2 separate regions of the Danio rerio genome follow, and region 2 is linked to region 1. The links are chromatin contacts, called in public Micro-C maps. All regions are on one chromosome and are shown on one strand. The core of a region is the stretch at or near the end of the contact, and the rest is flanking DNA. Distances in the headings are between cores, read along the strand shown.

Evidence for each region. A called contact is a pair of places that touch in the nucleus more often than the background predicts.
Region 2: a contact with region 1 is called in a Micro-C map of caudal fin, with 3 times the contacts expected there. The contact joins the promoter of pkn2b here to the promoter of lrrc8db in region 1. A contact is called at or near these places in 3 of 18 Hi-C or Micro-C datasets (caudal fin, hematopoietic stem cells and an unstated tissue) and 1 of 4 datasets of contacts at active chromatin or transcription factors (embryo).

Annotation. Positions count from the first base shown.
Region 1 is chr6:27,659,308-27,663,039 of GRCz12tu, forward strand. It overlaps lrrc8db (leucine rich repeat containing 8 VRAC subunit Db), which reads right to left and starts at 1,971. Exons shown (of 2, transcript NM_001077380.1): 1 at 1,890-1,971.
Region 2 is chr6:27,861,522-27,865,253 of GRCz12tu, forward strand. pkn2b (protein kinase N2b) reads right to left here and starts at 1,682. Exons shown (of 22, transcript NM_001290179.1): 1 at 1,286-1,682. The coding sequence starts at 1,306. It also overlaps a transcript of kyat3.2 not described here.

The sequences.
Region 1 (3,732 bases), core at 721-3,220:
CCCTTTAAGCTATATATTTTTTCCGATAGTTTACAGAACAAACCATCATTATACAATAACTTGGCAAATTACCCTAACCTGCCTAGTTAACCTAATTAACCAAGTTAAGCCTTCAAATATCACTTAAGCTCTACAGAAGTGTCTTGAAAATAATCTAATCAAATATCATTTACTGTCATCATGGCAAAGATAAATCAGTTATTAGAAATGAGTTATTAAAACTATTATGCTTAGAAATGTGTTGAAAAAAATGTTCTCTCCATTAAACAGAAACTGGGGAAAAATAAACAGGAGGGCTAATACTTCAACTGTATGTGAATTTCTGATTGTTTGTCTTAAAATATTTAGTCTTTACAGTTCCTTAATTGAGTATATTTTATAAATATAGATAACTTGCATGAAAAAATAGCTGGGATCCAGAGTAATAAATCTGAGTGCATAACTAATTGTGGTCGTTCATAGTATTTTAGTGTTATTTTTATTTATTTATTGTTATGCCTGACTGAGTATAGTGTTATGATGAAAAGCCTTAATTTTCGCCTCACCTGGGCAACGCAACCCTAAATCAAAAAAAAAAAAAAAAAAAAAAAAAAAATTCACAATTGCAATCATGGCTAGCCTAACTTAACCTCAGTCTAAGCTCTTACCCCATAACTAGGTCACAGCTGCAGCTGTTGTTCTCATTTGTTGTCTCCAACAGAATTTTTAAATGGCAATTCTACTAACCAATCCTGTCTCTTCTTGTTAGCCAGCAGATTTCAGTGTTGGGCAACCATTTGTGTGTCTGCATACTGTACGCTCAGCCTGCTGTAGGTCAGTGTGTTAAAGTAAAGCATTATTGTTATATCATAGCGTGTGTAAATGTAGACTTAGGAATTGAACATCTGTCCATGTCTGCCAGGTCAAGTGTAAGAGATCAGAATCAAGAATATCAAGGTCAGCAAAAATGCTCAACCTGTTATCAGCAAATGTGTTTCAAAATTATGAACAACAAGTGGTAAATGGAACACTTTTAATGAACACTGTTCAATTGTAATAATTGTATAAACGTTTGCCAAAAATTGTGTAAATAATGAGGCAAATTATGTAAGGTTTATTATGTAAAATTAAACGTATGTAACTTCTTACAAGAGACCTAAAAAATAATATAATTTATTATAAATTAGCTTGTGTAAGTTAACTGTTTGTACAGTCAATACAGTGTCTCCAGTCTTCTCTAAAGTGTCCAAACACCTTGCTCTAGTCTAAGCTACTCTGAAGATCTTTATTAAAATAATGTTAAAACGAAATTCAGTTTATTTAATAATTGTGTGCATAACGTGTTTACTTACTGTCTCAAATCAACGTCATCAAACGTCATCCATGCACCAATTTAATTCCTGAGAAACACATTTCATCCACTTGTCCTTGCAGTAATATGGACAAATATGCGGTCCACTCGCGTGGGAGACGTCATTTTGATCGCATTTACGCCATTGTCTTTCTATACCGGGTCACGATATATAAACGACAAAGGTTTACTTTCCGATATCGCGTAAACTGCGAGCAGAACGCGATTTACAGGAGCGGACCGGAATATTCCCCGTGAACGCAGTCCGGTGTTTTATCATGTCTTCGTGGTTCTGTGGAGATTAACGCCGCTCGGGCAGGAAACCATTGGAGGTCTGTTGTGTTAAAGCGGAAAAGTGTCGGTACAAAAGGACAACTTACTAATCATTTACCCGAGAGGGCTTTATGCACATGTAAGGGTCCCCGCTCATCTCATTATTATGGTACATTCAGTGCCGCGCGCACACAGCAGCGGAGTCAACCAGTCTACACCAGTTCTGTACACTGCATTTCCGCCACCTTTACACCCCACAAACACACACTTGCAAGCTAATACATACCTCAAAACAGAGCTGTCATTTTAAAAACCTCAAAGCATCACCGACATCCATGCGTGCGAAATGACGAGTGAGAGAAATGTGTGTAATATAAACAGAAATCTGCTGTCAAATAGAGGAAGTGTATGTGGGCGGAGCTTAAGTTTACAGGAGGATTTACGCGCGAAACACCTGACCGGTGTTCTTTAAGTTACTAAGCAACCAAAGCTCGTTTGTTACAGTTGAACTGTTCAACGGTTGAAGACGTGTTCTAAGAATTGTGTCTAAATCATAAGAAAATGCTCAATTCTATTGAGCTCGCCCTTTTTAACTGGAGGTCATCCTAATTTTGCCATAGGGTTATGCTTCAATCCCTTTTCTAGAAGTTGTATAAAATATAGACAGAGATTTTTGTGAAATCCCTAATATTTTAGTTTCCCTATTTTAACACATTTTCCATGTTAGATACATTCTGCTCTCAAGCCAGTTTTTAAGGATTTACTTGTTCTTTTAGTACATTGTAAAATAAATTGTGAAAACAATAATACAATAGTTTTATTGATAATAATAACAGCAAAAAATAATAATAACATATTATAACAATATTACTTATTATTTTACTATTACTACTATTAATAATAATTATAATAAATAAAACTTAAAAAATTAAATATCATTTTTTAATTGGAAAAAACAATTTTTGTAAAAAAAAAAAACAAAAAAAAAAAACAATTGTCATTTTTTTTAATATGTTTTGTTAATTGAGCTAGTTTTTCATGTCAAGTTGAAATATTTACCTTTTAACGGTATAAAAATAAGGTTATATAATTGTGTTTGTGACCCTAAAGGGATAGTTAACTCCCCAAAAATATTTTTGTCATCATTTACTCATCATCCTCTTGTTCCAAACCAGTTTGAGTTTGTTTTTCTTCTGAACACAAAAGATGAACTAAAGAATCTTATAAAAAGATAATAAATAACCAGCCATTGACTTCCACGGTCTGTTCCTAGGATGTTCATGGCTGTTTTTACCCTATTATTCTTCACAATATTGTAATTGTTCACATTTAGATATTGCTTGATAATAAAAGCAGGTTTGGTATGCTGTCCTAGGAGAGAACCCTGAGCTCAAAGACAATGAAGCATAAATGAGCATAAGGGGGTACGAGATCAGGTAGTTCTTGAGAGCCTCCCCTGCTGAGGACGAAAGGAGGTGGATGAGAGCACTCCTCAAAAAATAAAAAAAAATGAAGGTAATGCTAGACAGACTTATAATAATATTTATTTTTACTTCTTCAAACTACTTAATTAAAATTAGCTGAAACAACAATTCTTGAGATTTCACTGGGACAACTTTTTGTGTTCAATCCACATACATTTGTTAAAAGTGTTAAGTTAACTTAAACGATTTGTATTGGGACAACAGGAATGAATTTTGTGGAACCATGCATTTTTTACAGTGCAGGCTATTTATAGTGAGTTTGGAATATTCCAATTGGCTCACTAATGATTACAGATGAGAGACCAGCTGCAATCAATCATATGCTCCTCTTAAAAATTAGTTTATAAAACTTCACTTAGTTTTGTGTTCAACAAAACAAATTCAAGTTTAGAACCACTTGAGTGTGAGTTAATAATAAGAAGACTGTTATATTTCAGTGTAATATCCCTTTAAATAAAGAAGGCAAAAGATATTCAAAAATGGCCACACAATTCTTTAAATCAAAACAAAGCAAATTAAAAACACTCATTGACAGGCACCATAAATAGATAGCAGTAATCACTGTCAGTTTTCACCAAAAACGCATGTCATTGCAAGTCTTGTTTACATCTGAAATCTTTTATTTTTCACAAGCCAGCCATATGG
Region 2 (3,732 bases), core at 432-2,931, 200 kb after region 1:
CCTTGACTGAGTGGAGAAGGTAAGCCTGTTAATGTATGCATCTTGCAATAAATTATGTATTTTTATTCACTTAAGTGTCTCTTGTCTGCGTTCTTGTGTTTACATTGTAGTCTAACTGCACCAGATGCCCATCTTTTCGGTTGTCTTGGTCCACTAGTTCATATTAAGGGTCCACACTTGTCAACTAAATGACACTAAGAGAAATCGCACCAGAGATAAATGTAATCAAGCGTAAAATCATCCTTAATCAATACACGTAAAGCATTAAACACACAATGATTTAAAGCACCAAAAGAAAGTTTAATCCCTAAACAGATCCAAATCAGACCCCAGCATTAGTCACATGACCAATTTTGTGAAAACCATCAAATTAGGCAAAAGCTGTAGTAAAACCCTTACATAAGACAAAATATCCATTTACATGTCTGACCTTCAATTTGCAAAAACATTGTTTCTCCTGATGGTTCATTCCCAAGAAACCAAAAAATAAATAAATAAATAAATAAATAAATAAATAAATAAATAAATAAATAAATAAATAAATAAAAATTAGCTACACATTGTTCAGTGCTGGCTTTTTGACGCGTAAAGTTAGTCATTTGTAAATTACGTCAAGTTCATCGTCATTTTACACGAAAGGAAAAGCAGGCAAACAAATACTGACATTGCTTCATACAAGTGTTTCAGGGAGTTGCCAGGGTGGAATCGTTCAGGATATGTTACTAATAATAGATTTTACTCCAGATTTTCCCCTCACCACACACGCAAAAGAGAGGTTCTGCTACATGTATTTCGTGTTTAGCCAAATATATATATTCGTTTAATGTTTAATTTCTACAATTATGAGTGAACAAATTGATTTTATTAGTTCAAGTTTGCACGAAGGAAAGCACTTTAAGCTTTCAAACGATCCGCATAGCATTAAATACAGTAAATATGCAGTTGAGGAAACAAAGTAACATCATGACTGCACCAGTTACAAGAGCTATGCGAACAAGCACAAACATTGCACGACTGCCTTTCTTCGTATAAATTCGATCACGTTTCATGTATAACTTAATAGTTTAGCTATGGACTGGGATTGAAGCAACAGTTGGTTTCTGTGTCAATATTTCTAGGCCACATTTAACCCTTTCAGACACAGTTAAAAGTCACTACGCCAATCCTTAAGTCAAATGTTGACATTTTAAAGTGGTGTCCAGACGAAAACATAGAAGTCGCGATTAAAGTGTGTTGATGGTGTCGAAGCGCGCGGTTAGTAAACATTAGATAAAACAAGTCTCACCTGCACGGAATCGGCCGCCATCTTGCCTCTTAATAACTTTGAATCAAACTCAAGGGAGCAAAAAGGAGGAATGTCAGTAAGAAGTTAAACCTCTCCGCTCCTCTCCAAGTTAGCACGTATATCTTCCTGAGACTGAAGAAAACACATCGGATCCACGACTACTGCTATTCCACAGCGCAGCCGGTAAACTTTCCAATTCCCATGACGCTGCCGAAATATCCTTGTTTGATATATAGGAACGCAGTTGTGTAAAAGCTCGAAAAGTTTCAAGAAATCAGTGCGATGGTTTTCCGTGACAGATCCACGCAGAGGGACGTGGAAATGCGGCTGTTTTGAATGCGTGTATTGTTGAACACGCTCCTCTCCTCTGCTCTCCCAGCTGGAGTCAAATCCTACACTTCCAGTCATGTGATCAGAAACTCTATGCAAGCATTTTCCCATGAGTGTCCATGTTCACTGCCAAATATAGAGTTTAAATCATTCTTGTATATTTACTAGAGCGTTGTATCAGATTACATCACCGCGTAACGCTGGATAATTATAAAAACACATCAAACGGTAATTACACATTTGTTGATTATTTTTTTCACAGTACTGAGGTGGGGCTCAGTTTTTTTTTTCTTTTTTCCTTGTAAGCTTCAACCTGTCAGAATGAATGGGTGTTTAGTTAACCAAGATTTGTGTCAAAGATGAAATGTAAAAACGTGATTTAGAGAAGACCCATAAATTATTATTTTATTTATTTATTTTTATTTAAATATTTGTACATTTTTATCAGGCTTTAAAAAACTAAAAAAAAAAAAAAAAAGTTAAATTAAAAGACTCTATTTAACAGTCACAGTGCAGCCCACAAATAGTGTTTAATGTTTTACTTTTATTGATTGTAAATTTTGTCATATTTTAATTCAATTTATTATTATTATTATTATTATTATTATTATTATTTACTTTTTAAATTATAATAACTTAATTTGTACGCTTCTAAATATTTTAATATGTAGAGGTCAGAATAAGAATGCTATTTATTTTTATATGAATATTTTGCATTAAAATGACGGTTCATGTTATTGCATGCAATTTTGACATTTTAGTTCCAGGTTTTTTTAAAACTTTAAATTAGTTACATATGTATTTAAAATTTCTTCATGTATAAAATTTGTTTTTGACATTTTAATTTCACATGGAAACCAAAATAGGTTGCCAAATAAATAAAATAAACAAATAAATACAATAATAATAATAATAGTGGCGCAGTAGGTATTGCTGTTCATTCTGCTGTGGCGACCCTGGATTAATAAAGGGACTAAGCCGACAAGAAGATGAATGAATAACAATAATATATAGTTAATATTTTTTCAGGCTGCACGGTGATGCAGTGGGTAGCACGTTCGCCTCACAGCAAGAAGGGCGCTGACTCTAGACCTAGCTGGGTCAGTTGGTGTTTTTGTGTGGAGTTTGCATGTTCTCCCTGTGTGCACGTGGGTTTTCTCTGGGTGCTCCACTTTCCCCCACAAGACATGCGCAATAGGTGAATTGGATGGAGTAAATTGTCCATAGTGTATGTGTGTGAATGAGTGTGTATGGATGTTTCCTAGTGATGGGTTGCAGCTGGAAGGGCATCTGCTGCGTAAAACATATGCTGTATAAGTTGGCGGTTCATTCCGCTGTGGCGACACCAGATTAATAATGAGACTAAGCCAAAAAGAAACTTAATGAATGAGTATGAGAATGAGAGCATGATAATATAATATAATATAATATAATATAATATAATATAATATAATATAATATAATATAATATAATATAATTAATATAATTAATATAATTTGATATAATATAATAATGCTTCATTAATTATTATAATGATTAATTATTATTTTAATATTAATTTAAATAATAATATTAATAATAATATTGCAATTAATATAATGTAATATAGTAATGCTTCATTAATTATTATAATTATTTTAATTATAATTATAATATTAACTTTAATAATATATTACAGTTAATATAATATAATAATGCTTCATTAATTATTATAATTATTAATTATATTTATATTATTCATTTAAATAATAATAATAATCTGCTACCATATCACATTTAAAACATTGTTAATATTAATCTCCCTGTAACCTAAATGTCTTTCATCAACAACAAAACAACAGTACCCCTGTTCTGCAGATGATTTTTAAAGCCAAGACACAAATTTGTAAATCATTTGGTCCGGCAGCTGCAGAGGGAACTAAGAGCAAACTATAATACACACATTGTAACTGTGAACTGTGATCTTTATTCATTCATCTTTTCAAGTTTTCTCAGATTTCTCTCTCTTTTTTCTTAATAAATCCAACAACAACATTTTATCTTTTGTTCATAAATCCGTCTTTTTTGCGATCTACATTGGTTTTGAATGAGAATTTGCTTCACCTTCTGTTTGAAA